2 separate regions of the Columba livia genome follow, and region 1 is linked to region 2. The links are chromatin contacts, called in public Hi-C maps. All regions are on one chromosome and are shown on one strand. Each heading gives the region's core, a stretch centred on a gene start, on an enhancer-like site or on the middle of the called end of the contact. The rest is flanking DNA. Distances are from core to core; before and after follow the strand shown. Region 1 overlaps LOC110364501 (a long non-coding RNA gene). Region 2 overlaps ARHGAP32 (Rho GTPase activating protein 32).

The links. A called contact is a pair of places that touch in the nucleus more often than the background predicts.
Region 1: a Hi-C map of crop shows a contact between it and region 2, with 6 times the contacts expected there. The contact joins two enhancer-like sites. A contact is called at or near these places in 2 of 2 Hi-C or Micro-C datasets (crop and liver).

What each region holds. Positions count from the first base shown.
Region 1 is chr24:3,107,444-3,112,759 of bColLiv1.pat.W.v2, reverse strand. It overlaps LOC110364501 (a long non-coding RNA gene), which reads right to left. Exons shown (of 7, transcript XR_010467901.1): 5 at 2,433-4,687; 6 at 607-751. Among named protein-coding and RNA genes, the nearest start is that of BARX2, 14 kb to the left of the region's middle. Within about 2 kb of position 3,764, at least 2 of the 3 cell types and tissues checked have an H3K27ac peak away from gene starts, as active enhancers do.
Region 2 is chr24:3,028,812-3,034,388 of bColLiv1.pat.W.v2, reverse strand. All of the region lies in intron 2 of ARHGAP32 (Rho GTPase activating protein 32), which reads left to right. Among named protein-coding and RNA genes, the nearest start is that of ARHGAP32, 62 kb to the left of the region's middle. Within about 2 kb of position 3,963, at least 1 of the 3 cell types and tissues checked has an H3K27ac peak away from gene starts, as active enhancers do.

The DNA of each region.
Region 1 (5,316 bases), core at 2,515-5,014, 79 kb before region 2:
TATAAAATAGGGGGAAAGAAGACAAGGGAATGAGCCTGGGATGAGTTTTTCATGCTTGATTTAGAAACCAATTCTAGGTCTCTCCTTTCTTCTGCTCCTAAGTCACTACCAGCCTTATACTCTAAGGAATATCAGGAGTATCTTGCATATCCATATTCCTGGATAGTTCTTCATCAGAGACATGAATAGGCTCATGAATCACACCCATGTGTCTCAGAGTCTAAAAGTCTTCAACTCTGTCCACAGGTTGTTCATCAGCTCTCTTTGATTTCCATTGAAGCATAAGTTTCCTAAAACCGCTGTAAAACTGTGGATGGGCACAGTGTGATGTACAGTTTGTGTGGAATGGGACAGTTTGAAGCAATACATTTGCAGCTAAAAAACCCAAACCATTACAGCTGATTTATTGTAAGTGAAACTGCACTCTTCTGTTACAGCAGTATAACTGTGTTTCTAAACAAATGTACATAGGCAGGGCTACATACCATTCACTTTCTCCAGTATAACCCACATAATCTGAATGCTAGCCCAGCCTTGTTTTCCCATTATTCAAATCACCCTCCCCACTAAGCAACAGCAATGCATTGATAGAGTTAAAGCAAGTACCATAAAGTTATCCAGATGGTGCAATGCAGATGTCCTTGATCTGCTCTGGCTGGTGATTTTGGGGTGAAACAGCATCTTCAGGAAAGCATCCATAAAGCCTTCATTCGATGAAACGGAGGATTCACCCATCTGCTGAGCTGTGCCACTATAAAATGAAAGTTTTACATCTGACTTGAATGCGTTCATCGTTCGCATCTAAGCGCTGATTTAATAAGACTGTTTGCATTTGATTTCTAACGTTACAACTTCTACTAATTATTTTGGCTTTAATGCATTTACAAAAGTTTATTTAAAAAGAATATACATATAATTTTGCAAACTCTTAGAGCAGGGTGAATCACCTATAAAACATACACTCATCACTTGAAAGGCATTTTAAAATGTCCAGCCTGGAGCCAGCAAAGGTGCTTCTGCCCTGCCGGGGTTGCCAGCAGCTCACGTGCCAGCCGGGACAGGCTGAGCCGAGCTGCCCAACTAAAACCAGGCTTGCAATTTGCCTTTGTGAGAGAAGACCAGCAGATGGCAATGCTCCTGAGCAGAGCCAGCGCACAAGCACAACCTCTTGCTTCTGCAACATGAGACAAGAGCATTATGGCAAGACAAGGAAACCTGGGAAAATAAGACAAAAATGTCCCTGAGCTTTGCTGAAGAATTCAGGCTGAACTTCCCTACCATAATGGGCAAAATCACCACTGCGTGCCCTCTTCTACCTAGCATTTGTCCATCTTTCCCACTCTTATTACTATTACAGCTATTTTTATTTTGGAAAGCAATAGCTACTTTCAATAGGATGGCACCCAGCTGGATGAGCACCACTTGTGCTGGATGCTGAATCACCGTGCAATTAAAAAACCTGTCCCTTTCACCAAGATTTTACAATCTAATGTAATTCTGTTTCTCCGGGGCACATCCACAGGCAATAGAACACTTTTCCTGCCCTACCAGCTCCTGTGCCGAAGTCAGAGATAATACAGTTAGGTAAAACTGCCCGCCTGTTTCATACCAGATGGTTTGCATAGTACAGTGAAGTGGCTTGAACAAGCATGAAAATCACTTCTTCTGTTACTCTCCGTCCTTCCTGTATTTTCCCATATCATTATATTTATTACTTTAAAAATACTAAAATATAAACCAATCTCATCCTGGAAGTGTTCATACCGGGAAGGACAAAAGGTGGCTTTTAATGACGCTGGGACTGAGTGCATCAACCATCATTTTGAACACAAATCAAATGTGCAAAGCTTAGCAAAGCAATCTCTTAAAACCCAGCTCCGGGAGGGGGATGGAGAGGTTGTATTTTCCTAAAGATGGGGAAACTGAGAAATGCTTGCAGTCAGCGCCCAAAGAGCCTTCTTGCTCCCAAGTTTGGGGTTTCTATAGCTGAACCACTATGAAATATTCATCAGGAATGAACAAGAGCTGGGATGGAGCTGGAAGGAACAGCAGGGGGAGGTATCAGGCCAGACATGAGAATAACCAAGAGAAATTCCCTGCCCTGTGCCCTCAGACAAGATAATCTGGATGGTTCCTTTGGGTCTGCATGGCTCCCTCTTCCACCATGGGAGACAGCAGGCCCTGAAGTTATAGTGCATAGGGAAAAATACAGTTTTACCAGCAACAGACAGAGACAATCCTTCATGCCCTGGTCAGCTGCACAGCTGTGCACATCTGTGAGCTCTGGAAAGGACACAGTTACTGGAGGGACACGTGAAAGGCTTTGTCCTTTGAGTGTACCTTTGAATGCTGCTGACCTCATCCCCACCACGTGAGTGTAAAATGAAAAGACAGAGATGCCACATGCATCCCTGGAAGAGGATGTAGCTCACCCTCCCAGTGCACGGGTGCTCTCGACAACCAGAGGTCCTGAAGAACACATCTGGAATCACTTACAGCAGCATCTGGAAGCTGTCATGAGCTGCAATGAGACACAGTTGTCTAATTATTCCGGGTCCACATCCTTTGCCACTGTGAAGCTGTCAGTGGCCATTCAGCCCCTCGGCACAGATCCCAGCACACCATCCATCCCTCACATACTACACTTGTGATGGTACAAGAAGCATCAGCTTTATCTTCAGTCCTGCCCCCACGGCACCCAGCACAAGCAAACAACTATGGGAAGTTCACTGGTATAGCAAGAGGACTGAAATAAAAAGGAAAAAAATCTTAAATAGTCAAAGAGCCTAGAACAATAGTGCTCTAATATTCCTAGTTTATCTCACCACCAGACACAAATGAGGATTTCATTTCACAGCATCAATCTGTTCTTTCATGAGAAGTCCACCAAGAAATCTATTTGCAGCAGCTGCGTGGTTAACATTATCTTATGAGATATCCTGGAAGGAAAAAGAAGTATGAAAGTACCCAGGAGAGACTATCATTATAATCTCAGTACCTCATGCTCTCTTACCAATATAGGATAGTTTTTTAATGGAAGCTGCTCCTTTTTGTTTCCCTGTCTCTTTACCAGCATCTTTGCTTGCTCCTAGAAGTGAAGGGATTAAGCAGACTGTACTGTGCATTTTACTCGTCGCATAAAGCGACAGAGGCTAAGGATTTTTGCTCATTATTCTGAACTTCAAGGCTGAACTTCCTCTGGAACCGTTTGCATCTTCCCTTTCCGCCTCCAGCAATGCCCCTGAGGTCAGTGTCCTGACCCAGGACGGATGGGATTAGAGCAGGAGGGAGGCTGATGCCTACGCTCAGTCAACTCTTTCAGAGCGGGATGGTGCTCCCTGTGCTAACAGGAAGCAGAGAAACGTGAGAAAAAATTGAATAAAAATAATAGAAACCAAAGAGGAATGTGGAGAAGCTCTGGGGAGAAGAGGAAACATGAAAATACGTGGGATATAAAAGGCCAGAGTGCACTCATGCAATAGTGGCTCCAGGGGCACAAATGAGACGTATAGAAAACGCAAAGGAGCGAGAGAGAAATTGTTAAACCAGGACCAAATTCCAAAGGATCCATCTAAGAGTTCAGCTCACGCTGCAATAAACAGCCAGATGGCTGCGTATCCCAGAGAGAGCTGCTGGGAAAGGAAATGGAGAGGGAAAGAGGGGGAGAGCAGGGTCACACACAACTCTTCCATTCCCAGTGCAAGAGGAAAGGGAAGCGCGGATTAAGTGAGGTCCTCACTGCCCCAGCTCTGGCCAAGCCGGCACAGGAGGCAGAAGAAGCCAAGGAATGTCTTTGAACCTCGCGTGCTCACAAATTCTTCTTGCTGTCTTCCCTTCTCGTTCTCTCCCCTCATGTCAGCCCCCTCTTTTCTTACTTGCAGACCACCCCTCTCTGTGTTTCCGACAGTCTCTGCAGTTTTTCAGAGGCCCAGAGCAAGGGCTGGTTTATCGCACCCTAAGCCATGTGTCACGGTCTCACGTCCTCTCTTGGTGCTCCGGAGTCCTTCGCAGGTCACGGTCAAACAGAAGGGAGGCAGTGAGACAAGTCTTTACTCTTACAAAAAGTGCTCTGACAACCCCAAAAGGTTCACGGGATCTCCTGGATTCATCTTCCTTGGGAAAAAAAGGAAAAATCAAAGACTCTACTAAATAAAGTCGTACGGGCTGGGCTTCCCACAGCAGGACAGTTCTGGGAAATACTGTGAATTTAGGATTCTATCCATTAGCTCAAAATCAGGACCTCATCTTGTAGTTCTTGAGACTCTCAGGATTCATTATGTGATCTTGAATATGTCATCTGCCCTTTCTGTGTCTCTGTTTCACCGGTTGTGAAACAAGGAAGAATGCTGACCCCCAAGATTCTGTGTGGAAAACATGAAACCAGTTTAAAGAAACATTATTGGGTGAATCAGCTGCTCTTAGTGTCTTCTCTAAGATTTTAAAAGCTTTGGTCCTTGAAGCAGCTGTGAAAGTAAGCAACATCAGGGAATTTCAAAGCAGGAGGGTTTTGCTGTTTGTTTTTTTCCTGGGCTCTTTTTCTGGCTTGAGCTGTAGGTGTTATGCGCTGAATACGGATCCTTTCATCCTGTTCAGCTGGGATGCACCACAGACAAGCTCACACCGAAGGCAAGAGAGATGAGAGAGTGTTCTTTACACATCACTTAGCCCTTCACAGCCAGCCCAGACCCTGCAAAAGGGAAGGCAAAATCAGAACGACCTGGTGCCTCAAAACAGAGGCAAACACAAAAAAACCCAACCCAAAAACCCACCCACCACTGTATTACGTATGAGCAAAGGGAGACTGCTGTTTAAGAGAGGGAGACATGAGAAGCAGGCTGCAGATGACACTCCCTCCATCACCCATGAGAGGTTAATATACCAGGCTGATTTATCCAAGCTTTTCTAAAAAAAGTTATATTCAGGAAAGGAAAAAAAGACTGGTTTTGCCTTTTTTCCTCTTTGTTCTGTAGGCTGCCTGCTTTAGGTGAAGAGGGTATTCTTTATTCTAAGCTTGTTGGTAAATTATTTTCCCTTTTACACGTCTACGCTTAGAAGCGGATTGAAGTCTGCTGTTAGGAAGATGTTGGTACTGCGTCTGTCCCTGGGTGCAGCACTTGGAGAAATCAGCATTTTTAGAGCCGGCTGCTTTCATCTTTGCTTTGAATCTGCTTTAGAACCTGCTGACTAAGCAGCAAAAATAAAGAGAGTGGTAGGGGGGGCTGCCTGAGGCAGGAGGAAGACAACAGCCAACCCTAACACCTTGTTAAAGGATCTCTTTTATACCGAGACTGCTAATAGTATTGCAGATGGTTTTAC
Region 2 (5,577 bases), core at 2,714-5,213:
TAGTAATGTTATTTTAAAGGGAAAGAGTGTCTTTTCCTTTTATGGTCCCGAAAAGTGCTCTATTTCTATGTTATAAGAAGTGAAGTTCTGAAAGAGAGCCTTTGTATCATCTTTCTCATATGAACCAACAAAACAACTGTCCTCAGCCTGTCATCAAATTGATATTTGTGCTTAATATGTCATTTTACCTTATGTTACTGACCATCTGACTTACTCTCAACACCTCTTTATGAGTTCAGTAAGTTGCAGTATTTAAAAAGCAGAGTGAAAACAACCTCTCCCCAAGCAGCCTCGCTCCATCCCCATTGCCTTTTTCTTCCATTCGTCTAAATTTTGTGGGGAAGAAGGATTTAAACAACGAGATAGAGATAAAATGTTTCTTTATGCACCCTGTTGAAATGGTGCTGTCACGGAAAGCTGCCACCTGAAGCCGCATTAACATGACAGGCACTGGAGATAAGGTGAATATACTCACTCCAAAGCTACCAATAGGATTTTCTTTGGAAAGGTTGTTTTTTCTGCAGCATCAGCCATTTCTTTAATCTCGGAAAGCTTACAAATACAAGCTGTGGTAGGTTTATCTACAGTGAGATTTTTCCTAGTGCCCCAAGCACAAGAATACAGGTGATGGTTCTGACACCTGGTCTCGTCCTGCAGTGATATCTGCAGGAATTCACTCATGAGTTTATCAGCAGGTTGCCTAGAAAAAGTGTGATGCAGGAACCTCTGAATTCCTGATGGGAAATGGTTATGAATCAGTAAATTTGGCAAATGCTAAGTGAGCAAGAAGGCAGGTAGTCGGATGTTGGTGCACATCATCTTTAACAGCTTCTGCTGCTGGAATGTTAGGAAGAATCCAAACCTACAGATGTTTTAGAAAGGCACAGAGGTTAAGCCCCGTCCTATGAAGTCCCTGGAATAACCTTAGTTCTTATATCAGGTCAGATGAATTCCGAGAGCGGTAGTATTTTCAGCATTTGAAACTAGATAAGGTACCGTCCCACAGATTGTGAAGGTAATAAAGGCTTTTTAATGAGACCTCAATATATCACTCTGTTAAATCTGGGGCATGAGAGAGGAGAAAACTATTTTTAAATGCAATTTATAAAAGCGTGTAGAGATTAGTAAATTGTAACAGTTTAAAGAAAGATTTCGCTGTCCTTAATGTGGGGTTTGTTTCTTATTCTTTGTACAGCACTTAACCCAGTGCTGCCCCAGATCTTCCTTGTGGCTTCTTCAGGGTGCCGTTTGTCACAAAGATAAGGATGGCACAGAAACGGGATTTTGGATGGCGTGGACAATGCAGGCGTTGATATGATACAAACGTTCCATACAGCACACCAAGGCTGTAATAATATTTTGAGCAAAACAGTTCTGGTCTGGCATTGCACCAGTAACCTATATTTCATTTTCAGTTCACATCACATGTTTTCCCTGTTATTGCTGCATGAATCAAGTATTTTTCTTCCCTTGTAAGCTTTTGGCAAGACATTGTTTGGTGGCGTATGGTTCTTGTGCCTGCTCTCCCGCTTGGTTCGAGTCGTTTCTGTTTCACCGGCAAACTCCTGTGAAGCTGGTCCCCGGGAATCTCTGAAAATTAGGGCAATCCCTTAATTGGCACATTGGCTTCTATTTGGGTTTGCCAATTAAATGAGTTCAATTAAACAGAACGGATACCGTATTTTTGGCAGTAAGTATTAATTTATAGCAATCATTTAATTTCCATTGGCGATGCTATAGAAGCAATTGTTTCTGGTTGCACTTAGAGTATATGCAGTCTTGCGGTGTAGTGTTGATCCAGGAGAAAAGAATGGCATTTTCTAAATTTTTGTTTATATGCAACATTTAGTAAAGAAGGAAGGATTTAGAATTTGCTGAGGCTGGATGAGTAAAGTTTGTTTTCCGTCATGATCACCAGTTTTAATGCATCCTGATTTTGCATTTTATCTGTCTATTGCAGAGTGAATCCAATGCACATCAGTAAATACAGTCATGTTTGGGTCGTGTATTTACATGCCACCACTAGTATTTCTTCTTTTATGGTCCTAGGGGGTAACAGCAATTAAAAAGATAGAGGTGGCACTGGAGTTTAATGGCTAATTTTTTGAACTCTCCCAGTAGCCCTCTGCCAAATGACGTAAGTGTAGGTAGGCATAAAAATGCATTAATGTACATTAGGCACTTAAGCCTGGGTTTACTGAGGCATTAGGGAGCCTGAGTGTGTCTGTTTATCACACTGTGAGTAAACCACTGGGTTGTGCTCTCTGTAGTAGCTGTGTGGCAATGAAGGCCACATAACATTGTTATTGCCATAACCACTGGCTGGCCAGGGGGCTCACCAAGGTGGGATTTCCTCGTTGATGACTGAATTAATCTCTGTTGTTGTTTGTGTGATGAGATATTGCTCTCTACCATAACAACGCAAAGCTCCACTTGTCCTTTTATGCCTAAGCCATGGTTAGGATCACCTCATCCCTCTGTGAAACAATGGGCTGTAGAAACTGCATCAAACAAGGGGCTGGGATTTTTGGAGTCTCTTTTTTTAAGCCAACAAGGACCTGGAATTGAAGTATTGTGCTCATTGACTCTTCTATTTTCTCTGGCTTTTTTCTACAGTTCATTTTACAGAAGAAGGACTCTAACCCTGGCTGCCTTTCCCACGCGTATTGTATGTGGGATTTTTGTTCCTAAAGTACATTCCTTCGCCAGTGTGCTATTATGCGAGGCTGTGTACTGTACTGCTGAGAGCTTTGGGAATGGTAATAAGGATCTCACTGCTGCTTCGCTATAGCCATGGCAAGGCCGAACGTAAAGCTGGCAGGTAGTTATCATGCTAATGTCGTCCTCAGGAGCTAACCATTCCGTTTTGCTTGTCGCATCCCTTTTTGTCTCTAAAACCAGTGAGAGCTATGAAAGAAAATACAAGCATGGGACAGTTTTGCTGGAAGTTCACTGTCCTTTGGGTACATTTGATTCATCTGCAGAGGATCAGTTCAAGTCTTTAAGCCTCGCTTAGGAAATCTTCGCGTGACATAAAATCAACCTGCTTTACAGAGGTGAATTTTGGTCACAATGCCCGTGTAGGTTCAAACAGCTGCCAAGCTGCTTGGTCTATGTCTCAGCTCTCACTTACCAAATGAGTTGTTTCACATGTGAGCCGGAGATGGTTTTACCCGTGGATCTGTGAGCCAGTGAACTTTATCTGAAAACACAGGAGATGAATAGTTAAGAATTTGCGTTTTGTTCTTTCCAGGCTGATCCTCTAAACTATGGTAAATGGATGCCCTGGACTAATGCTGAGTCTCAGGAATGAGAGGTTTCCCTTCATTTGCCAGCTCATGGCAGTGCTTAAAAGTGTTTTTTTTTTTTTTCCTTTTTCTTATTTTTCCCCACTTTGGAGTGGAAAAGCTGGGAGTAGAAAACACACATCCTGTGTGGTCTTTTGAAAGAGGAGAATTCCCTGTTAACCATGGCATGCAGTAAGCACTGGCTAGAACAATTGAACATTGACAGGGAATATGGAAAATGGAATTAAAAGTCCTCAACTCAAAAAATGATACACATGAAAGTATCTTTATTGAATGCAGATTTCTTGGACATGTGATTAGGAGTGTGCGTAGCCCAGAGTTTTCCTACTGGAAGCACTTGTCGTTTTTTTCACTGCCTTTCGTCTATCACATTTCTCATTTACTGTGAGGTTTTACAGGCATCTCGCTGGGTAACTGTTTCCCTGCATTCCCAAGTCCCTGAGCTGGGAGCTAAATCTAAAAAGTCAGCACTACTTCTAATAACCCCAGCAGTCCTGGCCTTGAGCTATGCCTGCACTTAAGCCAGTCCTACAGCTGTCCTCTGCCACGTCACAAGGGATAGTTCTTTTATCTTCGCAACAAGGATCAGGTTAAGGAGCTACGTGATGACTCAAATTTAAAAATATATATAAAAATTCAACTGTTTCTCGTTCTGAAAACCACCTTTGTGCTTTTCTGTTGGATCTCAAAGGTGTTTTTTTGCATTGGATTGCTGTAATGAGAGCGAGCTAGACCCTTGTCCTCTCGTGGGTAGGATTGATCTGATGCCTGCTCCTTGCTGCGTGAGGGTGTAGAGATGGGCGCACAGGCCCCTTGGGCATGAGAACAGGAGCCTGTCCTTGGTTTGCAGCGTTGCTGGCACTGGAGGTGGTTGTTAGACGTGCCAGTGCTGCGCTCTGCCGCTCAGACCCTGAACAGCACCGGGTGCTCGTTCTTCAGAAAGTCAATTGGGAAATGCACAGCTGGAGGGAGGGTGTTTGTTTGCCTTTAGTAAAGCTTCTGTAGTATAACAAGCAGATATTTTTGTTTAAGCTGCGACTGTCAGCCCCAGCTACATAAACCAGATACTATTGCTTCTGCATTTTAAATATGGCCCAGTATCACAAGCGGCTCTGAGAAATGTAGCTGAAATGTATTGAAGGGACATAAACATCCTGTATGAAAAGTACTTGGAAAACTCATTTGCATCCACTAAATGAATCAATGGAAAGTGGGATTACAAAGAACTTGGCAAATATTTGCGTTTCCATCACGTTGTCACTGTGCCTCTGACATTTTGGGATGAACGTTGCACCTTCATCGATGACTGTACATTCCTTAAAGAAGTGGCCCAGTTATGGTCTTCCTGTGCTCAGGTACATTTTAATCCTTTTCAGGATATTGCTTGGGGAGATAAATGCTGCAGAGTCGGGAACCTTTCACTTGGAGCTATTTGTAGCAGTTTGGACACGGTGACTTTCAGTTTAGTGGAAGCATTTTTCCTTTGCTTTGCTGATTTATTTATTGTGGAGAACCAGGATAGTTGCTACAGCACATAAAGTGAGAGTAGAGCTTTGTCTCCCTGGGGCGTGTTAGTGGCTGTGAAGTATGAAGCCAAGATGAACCATATTTATTCTTTCCTCATGCTTCAGGCTGAGTTTTGAGCAGTGATTGGTAGAAGCAGGATGGTGCTAATGGAGATCCCATCTTCTGCCTCGCAGTGATTTGTAGGACAGGTTCTCGATAGCGTTGCGAAGTAAGATTTGCCAAGAAGTGGATGTTGACCCAGCTTTGTGTAGCTGGTTGGTACCCAAGAGCAGAAACACCAACGTCAGATCTCAAATGGCATAGACTGGCCGCTCCAGTTCATCCTCTTAATGGCACAGTAACAACTTCTACTGAAACAACGTTCCCGTTTGCTGCTGTTCTTCAGTGAAAAAGTAAAACTCTAGCAAAGCTTGGTTTCTTTGGAGAGCTCCATGAGGTTTTACCATTTTTTTTTCCCCCTCTCTTTTTTCCCCTCCAAGAAAATGAAGGGAAAATGAAAATGATGTAAAGAAAAGACTGTCATGGAAACCAACAAGCATTTTGAGTCAGCTCTGCTGTTTTTAGAAACAAGGCCATGTGCTGAAAGAATCCAGAGCAATCTGGTCCCTCCAAACTGGCTTTGCCGAGAGACTGATGGTAGGAAGATGCATAAATGTTGTTGCCTAACAGTTACTCTTGCTTTGTGTCAAGCTTGGATAAAAGTACCTTTTCTCCTCAGGGATTTTACAGTAGTATTATGGAA